3 separate regions of the Mus musculus genome follow, and regions 2 and 3 are each linked to region 1. The links are chromatin contacts, called in public Hi-C and promoter capture Hi-C maps. All regions are on one chromosome and are shown on one strand. The core of a region is the stretch at or near the end of the contact, and the rest is flanking DNA. Distances in the headings are between cores, read along the strand shown.

Evidence for each region. Promoter capture Hi-C pulls out the DNA fragments that hold promoters and counts their contacts. Hi-C and Micro-C count contacts between places; a contact is called where the count stands out from the background.
Region 2: a Hi-C map of CD8 T cells shows a contact between it and region 1, with 3 times the contacts expected there. The contact joins the promoter of Arhgef1 here to the promoter of Plekhg2 in region 1. A contact is called at or near these places in 1 of 39 promoter capture datasets (pre-B cells) and 3 of 484 Hi-C or Micro-C datasets (B cells, CD4 T cells and CD8 T cells).
Region 3: a contact with region 1 is called in a promoter capture Hi-C map of pre-B cells. The contact joins the promoter of Pafah1b3 here to the promoter of Plekhg2 in region 1. A contact is called at or near these places in 2 of 39 promoter capture datasets (cranial neural crest and pre-B cells) and 2 of 484 Hi-C or Micro-C datasets (muscle stem cells and uterus).

The regions. Positions count from the first base shown.
Region 1 is chr7:28,370,252-28,374,351 of GRCm38.p6, reverse strand. Plekhg2 (pleckstrin homology domain containing, family G (with RhoGef domain) member 2) reads left to right here and starts at 1,690. Exons shown (of 19, transcript NM_138752.2): 1 at 1,690-2,492; 2 at 3,107-3,237; 3 at 3,855-4,100. The coding sequence starts at 3,129. It overlaps n-TIaat16 (a tRNA gene), which reads right to left and starts at 1,353; the gene lies at 1,259-1,353.
Region 2 is chr7:24,901,317-24,905,416 of GRCm38.p6, reverse strand. It overlaps Arhgef1 (Rho guanine nucleotide exchange factor (GEF) 1), which reads right to left and starts at 2,431. Exons shown (of 30, transcript NM_001130151.1): 1 at 2,289-2,431. It overlaps Cd79a (CD79A antigen (immunoglobulin-associated alpha)), which reads right to left. Exons shown (of 5, transcript NM_007655.4): 5 at 3,559-3,986. The coding sequence ends at 3,873.
Region 3 is chr7:25,295,563-25,299,662 of GRCm38.p6, reverse strand. Pafah1b3 (platelet-activating factor acetylhydrolase, isoform 1b, subunit 3) reads left to right here and starts at 1,677. Exons shown (of 5, transcript NM_001357350.1): 1 at 1,677-2,291; 2 at 2,488-2,577; 3 at 3,226-3,342; 4 at 3,420-3,542. The coding sequence starts at 2,211.

The sequences.
Region 1 (4,100 bases), core at 441-2,940:
AGCCAAGACTACAGCTCACTCCAGCCTCCAGGGCCCTCTCATCGAAAGCCCACCTTACTAGTATCCAGTTCTAAAAGGACCTGTGTAGTAAGTTGCTCCCGGAAGCTTGTTAGAACACCAGAGGCAAATCACAAAGGTCAAAATCCTCACCACAGCCAACAGCCTGCATCTCCACACCCCCACCTCTTCTCACCTGCTCCACGAACACACCCATCTTCAGCCTTAGAGTGTTATCTGGAACATCTCTCTGGTGTTCCCATGGCTCCTTCCCCTCCTCCAGGTGTCTGTCTGTTCAAAGATCTCCCCTGGGGCCGGAGAGATGGATCAGCAGTTAAGAACACTGGCGGCTCTGACAGAGCACCTGGTTTGATTCCCTGCACCATAACCCTCTGAAACTGCAGTTCCAGGGGATCTGCCGCCCTCCTCCAGTCTCTTTGGACACCAAGCATGAACATGGTACACAGACACACTTGCAGGCCAAACACCCATACACATAAAATAAAAACAGTCCATCCATGACAGCTATGATAATCTGCATCCCACCCTACTTATCCATACTTATCAGTAGCTAATCTAACGATACAGTTACACTCCCAGATGGTGAGGGAGCCAGGAGTTTAGGCCAGTCTGGGTAACATAGGGAAAGTCAAATTTTAAAAAAAAGTACTTAATTCGTAGACTTTCAGTACTCAGTCTCCTTAGTAAAAAGTCAAGTCCTCAGAGACAGAGGATACAGTTCCTAGTGAGTGGTCAGTAAAAAAAAAAAAAAAAAAAAAAAAAATCTGTTCAGAAACCTGTAGAAGACAAATATCCATAAAGAGTGTGTTGTAAGCATCCATCCATCCCTGGGATCTGAGATTTGGATTTTATCTGACGCCCAGGCCATCTAATAAGAGACGTTATTGCCCTCTGGCGACCAGAATAGAAACTGCAACTTTGGGACTGTTCCACAGACCATTGCAAAAAATTCACAAAGAAATGTTCATTCTTCAAAAATTCTGTAGTTTCCGGGTACAGTGACGCACGTCTTTAATACCAGTACTAGGGAGGCAGAGGCAGAGGCAGAGGCAGTGGCAGGCGCTCTCTGTGAGTTCGAGGCCAGCCCGGTCTACATAATGACTTCCAGACCAGCCAGAGAGTTACATGGTGAGACCCTGTCTCAAACAAGCCAAAACATTTGATTGAAATTATAAAATGTGAAGACTTCTAAACTGATGAGAGAACACCAGAAAAGAGGTAGATGAGTTAAAAAAAGAAGTGCTCCAGGTGAGGATCGAACTCACAACCTCGGCATCGCTTACGCCTAGCACTGACATATAAGTACCGCGCGCTAACCGATTGCGCCACTGGAGCTCCGGCCGCACCCTCGCGCCACAAAGTCCTTCAGTCAGTTGTAGTCGCAGGACTTTGTTGAACGGCTCGGCCCAACATTGCATATGCAAATATAAAGCCCGCCGATCGACCAATAAGAACAAGAGTGTGAGACTATTCCAGATTCTCACGCCTCCTGGGCCCTTGCTGTAAAAGGTAAAAAGTCCTCCCGGCTCTAGGCTCTTGGAATGTGGGCGGTGACTCGCCGTTGGAACCGCTTGCTTGCAATTATTCAGAGTAGGGGGCGGGGATTTTAAAAGCCTTTACGGGAGGGCGTGCCGGAAGGCGGCCCCTCCCCCCAGCAGGCGGGAACAGGATGTGAGCCGCGGCGGCGGCAAAGGGGAGGAGAAGCCTTGGGCGGCCGCCCCCCGCCCCACATCTGGGACCCGACTCTCCCCGCCCCAGATGCGGCGTTGCCGCTGCCCCCAGAGCCCCAGGACACTCATCCCGGAGCCCGAGGCGTTCATAGTCTTGGGCCCAGGCGTCCGGGAACTCTGTCCCGCGTTTTAAGAGACCCGCAAGTCCCGGCTCCCGCAGAGGGGCCGGGACCTCTGATGTCCAGCGCCCCCTCCTGGAGGAGCCCGGGGCTCGGGAAGTCAGCCCCGAGGCTGGAGGCCCGTCCCGTACCCGGCTTCGAAGACCGTAGGATCTGTGGCCGTGCATCCTTCCCACGGGGTCCCAACTCTGAGTCCAAGACCCCCTCCTGGAGCCACTTGGGGACAGGACCTCGCGCCTCGACTTAGGGCTGCAGCATCCATCACCTCCAGGAGACCGAGGAGTTAGCCAGTCCTTGCGGTCCCTCCCGGAGGTGACTTCACTCCTGCCCCTCGGGTTCTGGAAACTCTGGAATCCCGGTGCTCCCGACAACACACAGCCCTACCTAGAAGACTGAGGAGTTTGGGTCCCCAGCGCCCTGGTCTGAGACTCGAGTAGAGGGTTGCAGCATCTTCTATTTAGAACACCGAGACTTCGGACTCCGGATCCCAACTCTCCCCGGATTCTGGAGTCCGAGAACCCCAAGTTCACGACCTTAAGTCTGGGTTGTGAGCCTCCCCAGGGATCGCGCGTTACGGTCCAGACGCGCGGGACTCCCGACCCCAAGGCCCGTGGCTCCCCGGGAGGTGAGGGGAGCGAGGGGCCCGGGGCTGGGGGAGGGGGCGGCGCCGAAGCGGAACAATGAGGGGGCGTGCCGGCGGGGGGTAGCGGAGGCGCCGGCTGGAGTTGGGGGCTGCAACTGCACAGGGGAGAATCCAACGGTGGGGACCGCGGTTGGGGCGCCGAGGGACCGACTGGAGCTGGGTGGAGGACTCGGGGCCAGCGCCCCAGTACGCCGTCTTGGGCGGGGTAAGGAACAGTCTGTAGGACCCTGGCATCCGGTCCCCCAGCCTCCGCCCTCCCCTGGGACCCCGCGGCCTCTCCCGCCCACGGTTTTTCCCAGCCCTGCCCCTCGCCCTCAGCTTCAGCCTGAGCCTGAGAGTTCCCAGGATCCCTGAGCCTTGGGAGGGGGGCCCCCAGACAGATGGGACTTGCAGACTCAGGCACTTTTGCTGTCTTCGTTCTTTGTCTCAACCTTTTTCCATCTTTGGCTTGTATTCTCAGCCCCTTCTTCCTGTCACTTTGTATCTTCTTGGGGCCCCTCCTTGAGTTTAGATCAGCTTCCAGCACCCTATCTGTGAGTAGGAGCGGCCGAGAGACCGGTGAAGTCTAGTTCCCAAGAAGTGGGTCTCTTCTGTAGGTCGGAGTTGTGCCACTCAATCATGCCCGAGGGAGCCCGGGGATTGAGCCTGCCCAAACCCAGCCTTAGGCTCGGGTGTGGCCACCAAGGTGAAGTTTGCGACTGCGCAGCAGTGAGTGACACTCCAACAGGTGAGCAGCCCAGACAGGTGGAGCCTGTGGGCATTTGTCCCTTCCTTCAGGACAATGAGCATCCCTCTATAGCTGGCCTAGTGCTGAGCATGGCCAACATAGCCCAGCCCTGTCACCACGGAGGAGACTGCTAAGCTGAGAATTCAGGAGAAAGGAGTTGGACTCAAAGAAGAATTCTGCATGCAGGGAGCAGTATGTGCAGAGGCTCACAGCTGCACCTTTAAGTAACTGGACAAAGTTGAGTGTGAAGAGGTGGGGGGCTGTTGAGAGCTGAGTGGTGGAAAGGGAACTGGGTGAAGGGTTCTACCATGGCTGCATTAGATGGGGCCCCGTGCGTGTGAGGAATTTGGACTTGAACATAAAGGGCCTGTGCTTATGTGAGTGACAAGGTCAGTTGGGCAGATTCACAACGATAGGTGTGGTTGATGGAAGATGTGAATAAAAGCACTGGAGGTTTAGGTCCCAGAGAGGAAGGAGCATTGATAGGTACTGAATCAGACTGGAGAAGTAGAGGAGTGGAGCAGAGACCTGTGGGGACTGTCACCTGAGTGTGGGTGACCATGGGGACCGTAAGACCGTGTGTCTGGGAAGCCCTGACCACTTGCTCCCTACCTCAGCAGCGCAGGCAGCCACCACCATGGCTTCTCCAAGGGGTTCTGGCAGCTCCACTTCGTTGAGCACTGTGGGCTCCGAGGGGGACCCATCTCCAGCCTGCTCAGCCTCCAGGCCAGAGCCCCTACCGGAGCCCCCCATACGCCTGCACCTGTTGCCTGTGGGAATCCAGGGTTCGGTGAAACCCTCCAGGCTGGAACGAGTGGCCAGGGAGATTGTGGAGACAGAGCGGGCGTATGTTCGCGACCTTC
Region 2 (4,100 bases), core at 1,182-3,681, 3.5 Mb after region 1:
ACAGTTTAAACATTCAGCACACAACACTGCTACACACACACACACACACACACACACACACACACTTTGACCTTGGAATACTAAAATGTGCATCTATTCTGAGATACATCAGGTCTGATGGTGCCTGGAAAGGTCATGTGGCTGCCGTGACTTCTGCAGACACCCAGGATGGACCCAGCAGCTCCAGAAACCTGGGCTCAAAGAGGATTTGAAAAGTAGACATAGGTAAAGCTGGCAAAATGAAGCAACTGACAAAGTCCACTACTGTCCGGCAGAGGGAGCATTTTGCACTTGAGGCTCTGGAGGTGGGGTGGACAGGGGAAGTCAGGGCAGGTTTAGGTCTATGCAGTGTGTGTGTGTGTGTGTGTGTGTGTGTGTGTGTGTGTGTATGTGTGTGTGTGTGTGTGGGGGGGTCCTGAAGAAGTAAACACATAAAGGCGCCTGGGTCCTAAGGGCTCACATTCAACAAGCCTTTGGACTGGATTATTTAGGTCTCCAAGAACTTCTGGGAGCCTTGAAAAAAACTACGAGGGCCCTGGAATGTATACAACCCCACATTCTATTTGACATATAGTGGGCCTCAAGAATCCAGAGAGATGGTGATTCTAAAGGGAAAACTAATGGTTTATGGGACCTCGATAGTGGTGTGTGGTGGGTTCTGTAGGGCCCTGCCTTGATCTATGAGAAGCCTATGCTTATGTTAAAAGCCAGGTCTCCGTGAAAGGCTTCCTGAAACCTGGAAGGTATGTGAGCTCTTATTGACCTATGTAACGTGGCGGGTCTTCACGAGCCCTAAATCTTACGTGGGACGTGGCTGATCTACAACAGGCGCTCACTAATTCTGCAGCGGTGGTGGTGTGGGTGGCAGGGAAGACGTGTGGGGTCAGGTTTCACGGCAACCAAGGGCTGCCTATCTCACCTGTCGGATGGGAAGAGAAGCAAGCCACTGCAGCCTCAGGAACCGAAGCCTCCGCGCTCGAGCTCCAGGTTCCCCCACCCGTGCCGCAGAGTCGCTCTAGCCGAGCCAGAGGCCGCCTTTGCGTCCAGCTCCACTCCTCCCTCCGGCCGCTCTAGCCCGCCTCCTACCGCTCTCCGGCCTCGGCAACTCCACTCCTCCTGCCGGCGGGTATCGCAATACACGGCGCCACGCTGGCCCGATAGGGCCGCTCTGGTCTGCCTTGGAGGACCCTTGTTTCCGTATTTCGACTGCCCCTGTCACTCTCCTGGGCCCCGCCCCCTTAGCAGGAGTGGTGCATGGTTCCATTGCCTGGTTAGGGCTCAATCTCGGAGAAACTTCAAGTCGCTCAGGTCCTAAGCACCTATCGGGACCTCACATGAGCTCTACCTCCCCAACTCGGACCTATTAAATTCCAAATGCTTGTATACCCTCTGTCACCACTGTCAACTCCTCCCGCTGTAATTGGAAAGAAAAAACAAAACAAAAACAGAACCCCCTCACATAGATAGACACACACACACACACACACACACACACACACACACAAACAAAAGCATAAAACACTCATGCGCTCGAGCATATATTTTCTTCTGATAGACTAACCTGCAAAATGCAATGACTTCCCTTTAGGCCTCAGTCTTCCCATCTGTTCAATGAGGATATGTTTCCGGTTCTCTCCCCTACAGCCATCTCCCAGAGTATAATTAATACCACAGAGAGGGTAAGGAAAAAAGCTTTCTGAGACGTGTTTAACGCTCTGTAAGTCTCGGCTTTAAAATGTACTGCAGAGATATTTGTTTATTTTAGGGAGCTCTAATCAAGCATCCATGATCGCAGGGACAGCTCTTTACAGGAAACAGCTTTGAGTTCAAGTCCCAGATGCTCTGTCCCTACGACAAGGCAGTCCGACTCCCTGGGCCTCAGTTTCCCTGCTGATAAATGAGTGTTATCGTTCTTCGCTGGGAGCCTGGATCTCTACCTACTTGTGCTCTCGACAAGTGCTCTCTCTCTCTCTCTCTCTCTCTCTCTGTTTTGTTTTGTTTTTTTTTTTTTTTTTCTTTTGAGGCAGGTTCATGCTAGGTCGCCCAAGCTAACCTCGAACTCATGGCAATCCTCCTGTCTCTGCTTCCCAACTCCTGGGATGACAGGCGGGCGCCAACGCGCCGGGTTTTCTCTTTGCTCTCTTTGACAGATGAGAAAACCGAGGCCAGAGAAAGGCGGCTGCAGGTTCACTGGGCGCACCCTGGGAGGCCCTCCGCGCCCGGTCCCCTCCCTGCTCCTCCCTGCGGCGGCTGGAGGAGGAGGCCGGGCGGGGCCAGGGACAGTGTACCTGGTGTCCGCGCGGGGAGGTGACCGGCGAGGCGCCCGAGGTCGGGCTCGGGGATCCCGGGCCCGGTGTCCCGACTCCGGCTTCCTGGCTCTGGCGGGCAGGAAGTCGGGGCGTTTTTCCGGAGCCCCCGCCCGCCGCCCCTCCCCGCTTCCTGCCCGCGCCCCGTGCCCGCCCGGCACCTCGGCTTCCTTCCCCTTCTCGCCGCCCGCGCGGCTCCTCCTTTCCCCGCGGGCGCGTCCCCACCCGGCCCCGCCCGGCTCCCCTTCGCCTTTGTCCGCCTCCGCCGCCCTCCCTGCTGTTGCCCAGCTCCTGCCCTGGCCCTTACTCTCTCTTTCTCTTAGTTTGCGACAAGGGCTCCCTATGTAGCCCTGGCTGGCCTCGAACTTGTTGTGTAAGGCGGGCTGGATTCGAACTCAGGTGTCTCTGCTTCTGGAGTAGAGAGATTAAAGCTAAAGGTGCGCGCCACCACCCTGATCTCTTTTTCGAAGCTCGAAGGCCTTCCTGCCCACAAGGTCAGGGGCCCATCCAGGCACTCCTTGCTTTCTGGCCTCTGTTGCTTCTCCCTGCTGCAGCTCCTCTGTGCCTTGATCACGCTGGGCCCATTTCTTGCTGTTGGCTGTCTCTCTCATGCTCTGAGATTTCAGGCTTTGTCCTTTCCTCAACTGTTATTATCAGGCCAGCCAGTTTGTGTCTGCTTCTTCCTTTGGCTATTTATCTCTGCATCCTTGTCTCTGGGGATCCCACTGAGTCTCCTCTTGGCCTCCTGTCTTTTAACAACCTGAGTCTGCTCTTCCCATCCCAATGACTGTCACACCACTCTAGCTCTCTCTGTCATCCCCCTCCCCCCGGTTCTTGACAGAAACTCTCCAAATCTGCCTTATGCAAGTGAACCCATGAGGGAATTAGGCCCCACTCCAGAAAATAATATCTTGTGTTCTCAGAGTTTAAATATAGGTAAAAATTTGGTAACACCCGGGCTGGTTCCCCCTTGCTTTGGGACATGAGGAGGGTGAGGCCCTATAAGGGAGATAAACCAGCATTTCAATTGGGGTGGGGACTTCCCCAAGAGACTTCCTGTTATTTTGGGGGGAGGGGGTTGGGGAAGACAGACAGCAAGAACTGTCTGGTCCCAGATCTCAGAAGTGGTCAGGTGAGAACTTGAACCTAGAATCCTGGGTCTGAGGGGGGAGGGGACTTGGGTTTTCTGCTCCTGGTTCCCTGGCAGTGTTGAGGAGCAGTCTACATGAGATCCATGACTCCTGCCAAGGGCTGCTTTGGGAAGGATTTATTATCACTTAAGTGGCCATGACAGATCTGGGAGGAGGGGGGGTGACACTAACGAGGCTGCTGTAATCAGCTCCCCTAGAGGCAGCGATTAAGGGCTCATTACCCACTAGAGAGGGAGCTGGACTTGGGGAAGGACAAGATTAGGTGGGAGAATAGGGTGGGGCAGCCTGGAGGCAAGGGTAGGCCACTCGAGTGGCTGGAGCAAGCACTGGGAAGGGGGGACTCCAGGGGAAGAGTGGGGAGGCAGGGATGCTGGAGTCAGACATATGGCAGGCAGGGAAGGGTGGGACATGTCAGTCATGGCTTTTCCAGCTGGGCATCTCCAATGTGGAGGTTGCCCACATCCTGGTAGGTGCCCTGGAGTCCCCTGGAGATGTCCTCATACATAGAACAGTCATCAAGGTTCAGGCCCTGCAGGGGTCAGAGAGGAGACATCAGTACCCTGACAGCTGGAGCCCCAGCGTCCAGTCAACTCCAGGGTGAGACTCAAGGCAGACACCACACCCCATGCACCCGACGCCTGCT
Region 3 (4,100 bases), core at 428-2,927, 3.1 Mb after region 1:
CACTCAAATTCACACACAACCACACACTCACACACAGCTTTCTTGGGCTGGAATGGTTGAGCACACCTTTATTGCCATCACTAGGGTAGATTTGGCTAGTCTGGTCTACACAATGAGTTCTGGGTAGCCTAAGCTACATAGTAAGACCTCCTATTTAGAAAGAAAAAAATCAAAACCAAAAACTTTCTCAGGCAAAAGTGGGGCTCAAGTAGAAAAAGTTGAGGAAGCCCTGTTCACCATGGTAGAGGCTGGAGGATGGTGAGTTTAAAGTCATCTCATACATGAGACCGTACCTCCAAACAAGCACACAGGAAAGAAGTTCTGTTCTAGAGAAACACAAAGCCTCAGAGTCCCGGGCCTTTCTCAGTCATGTCTGAGTCTCTCTCTCCAACACATGGATGGAGATAGCCAGGATCTGACCATTAATGTAACTAATATCATTCTGCAAGCACTGCACTTGTTTAGTAATAACTTCATGCCAGGTCCAGATTAGGGAAAGAGATTGAGACAGAATGTGAACACAATAAATAAAACTCTTCACTACTTTAGTATCAAGCCAACAAGAAGGAATGGATAGGTTTGAAAGTTCAGTCGCTAGGTGGGGCTGCCAGAAAACAACTAGGCCATTTAGGGGTGAGGGAGACCCTGGGCATCTGAGAAAACACTGCGATTTGGGGTTTAGTTTGAGCCAGGGAAAGAAAGAAGATGATAGAAAGTGGCCTTGGCTACAGACATGGGATTTGGAGTCCAGAGCCACCCACCTGAAGTTGATGATGGAACTTTGTATCTAGAGAGAGGAACAGAGGCCTAGGAGGTGCAAGGTGATCTGCAGGACGGATGCCAAGTTGGACCTGGGCTGGGCCTTGCAGCCATCTCCAATTTCTGATCTTTCTGCACCTCTTTCACATAGATCTGATGGTGCCTCTGAGGCATGAAGATATGCATTTGAGATTTTATACCACTAAAAAACTAATGTTGAAGCTGGGTCTAGTGGCACATACCTATAATACCACCACTCTACAGGCCAGCTTGGTCTACAAAGCAAGTCCAGGACAGCCAGGGAGGGCTCTGTCATACAGAAAAACCCTACCTTAAAAACCCTACCTTAAAAAAGACACACACACACACACACACACACACACACACACACGTATATACATATACATAACAAATAAATAATAAATAACAATAACAAAGCCTTAGTGTTGGGCTTGGCCTGGTGGCACACAGCTTTAATCTTAGCACTCAGGAGTCAGAGGTAGGTAGATCTCTGTGAATTCAAGGCCTGCCTGCTGTTTATAGCAAGTTCCATGAGAGCTAAAGTTACAGAGTGAAATCTCATCTCAAAAGAAAACAGAAAGTTTTAAATAGGGAAGTCCCCTCAAAGCCACTCTGGTGCTGCCTCCACCAGCTTCACTTCTTTTTGTTTTTGTTTTCAAGACGGGAGTTTCTCTGTGTAGCCTTGGCTGTCCTAGAACTCTGTTGACCAGCCTGTCCTCGAACTAGTACATCCACCTGTCTCTGGCTCCCTCCAGTGCTGGGATTAAAGGCGTGTGCCACCACCGCCCAGTTTGGCTAGCTTCCTTTCAAATCCCTACACCAGTAAGAAATGGGAGCGTCCCTTCCCAGGTGTCTAAGAGCCACCCCCTCCGCGGATCTAGGAATGAGCTCGTCCACTCCCTCTCCTATGTGAATGGGTTACACACACACACACACACCCCCGTAGGTGGTCTCTTCCGGAGTTTTCTGGCCCTGCAGCAAATGATTTCCTCCTCGGACGGAGGGCGCTAGATTGTCCCTGGTCCCTGTCGGCTTTACAGGTACCCTGCCCCTTTCCGTCCACTCTGGGTTGTGTCTCTCTTGTCTGCGCCCCCTCTTCCCCTGCCACGAGTGCCGCTTGGTCTCGCCTGCCCCTCCCCCCTGCGTTGGGCCCCCGTGGCCGCAAGGGGTCCCGGCGGGAAGCGGCAGACGAGCCCACTTTGCGGCCTCCATCGGGGGAGGGGAGCGAGGATTCCTTCCTACGTGACGGTTTCTAGTCTGCGAAAGGAGGCGGCGTCTGGGCTCGGCCTTCGCCCTACGCGCGAGCGAGCGCGGCAGGACGGTCCATTGTGTTGGCCCGAGAGGTAGGGGTGGGCGTGGCGGATCCACGTCCTCGCGGAGCTTTCCCGGGCGGACTCCACTCTCATCCCCAGGGGGCTGCGGTGCTGAGGATGAGTGGGGAAGGGGAGAACCCGGCCAGCAAGCCCACGCCTGTGCAAGACGTGCAGGGTGACGGGCGCTGGATGTCTCTGGTGAGTGACCGCGCGTGGTCCCCAGGGTTAGGGGCTTGGGGGGCGTGTATGTCTATAGAACTGCTTCGTGACATCCTCCTCCTCACCTAGGTGGGCAGCCTGGTTTGGGTTGTTTGGGGTTGTTCCGCCTGAGGCAGCGGGGTGGGGCGGGGCCTGGAGCGTGCGTGCCTTTGACTCTTTCTGGCTTTCTCTGCAGCACCATCGGTTTGTAGCGGACAGCAAAGACAAGGAACCCGAAGTAGTCTTTATCGGGGACTCCTTGGTTCAGCTAATGCACCAATGTGAGGTGAGGGTCCACCCGTTTCCTCCTTCCTCATCCAGGCATGCACCCTCACTGGCACTTCAAGCCCAGAACCTGATAAGACAAGATAAGGGGTACAGAAATGCCCGTGGTAGCAGGAATCTAAGAACCCCATGTACATGTCTGCTGAGAATGAAGTGTGTGCCCTGAGTTTGTCGGGTTGGGTTTGTCTCTGTCGAGTTAAATTGAGGCGTTCCTTCAAGATTGTGTCAGGTGAGGGCTTTTCATTGTTTGTTTAAGGTGGGGCACAGCCCCTGTTGGGTTTACTCGAAGTTGTAATAGCTTTACAGAAAGTGAAGGTTGATTGTAATGGTATTCTGCAAAGACTTTATCAGTAATAAAGTCCCTAAGACGTTTAGCTACAATGGCTTTCCCCCCCACCCCACAATGAGGTTCAGTTGTATTGCCATTAGCTCTGTGTATACTTAAAGCAGACAGGATCTTCATAAAATGAACGTAACTTCTGTGAATTTTGGTTAAAGTGAAGCAGTAATAAGTTCCATGATTCCGGATTTGGTCAAGCTGAGATTTAACCGGACCTTGTCCATAAAGTAAGGCTAATCCATAATGATATGTCCATAATGGCCTGGACAGAGGGTGGTGGCTAGTGTCTACGTCATTTCTTGACCCCAGATCTGGCGGGAGCTCTTCTCACCTCTGCATGCACTTAACTTTGGCATTGGTGGTGACAGCACACAGCATGTACTCTGGCGGCTTGAGAACGGGGAGCTGGAGCACATCCGGCCCAAGGTAAGGAGGCCTGGGTGGTGGGCTAGCCGCTTTTTTGCCTGCTTCTTTACTATTGATTTGTGTCACTCTTTCCACAGATTGTGGTGGTCTGGGTGGGCACCAACAACCATAGCCACACAGCAGAACAAGTGACAGGTGGCATCAAAGCCATCGTACAACTGGTGAACAAGCTGCAGCCCCAGGCACGGGTGGTTGTGCTGGTGAGAGCCTTGGAAGAGTGGCAAAGGAAAAGGGGCAGCGGTTGTGGTGGCACATGCCTATAACCCTGGCACTTGAAGGGCTGAGGCAGGAGGATAATTGAGCTAAGGGTTGTTCTGGGCAATATGACAAGACGTTGCCTTTAAATGTTTTTTTTAAAAAAAAAAAAGTGGCAAACCTGCTGTACTTGACACAGTTATGGACACCTTGGCACAGTGGTCTCCCACAAAGTGTCTGGTAAAAAATTTCTACACTTTAAGAGTGGCTATGGGCTAGTGATGGTGGTGCACGCCTTAAATCCCAGTGCTCTAGAGGCAGAGGCAGGCAGGTCTCTGTAGGTTCAAAGCCAGCCTGGTCTATATAGTGAAGACAGCCATGGCTACATAGAGATCTTGTTTACAAACAGTGGCAGGGACCGTTCGCCTGTTGCCCAAGGGAATGCAAGGTAATTTGAATGTTGAAAAAAATCTCAGAAAGTTGCCAGGTGTTCCTGCATTAAATTAAGCTTTATCGCTTCTAGCTAAGACATTTCCACCTCTGAAAGAGCCCACTGGCATTAT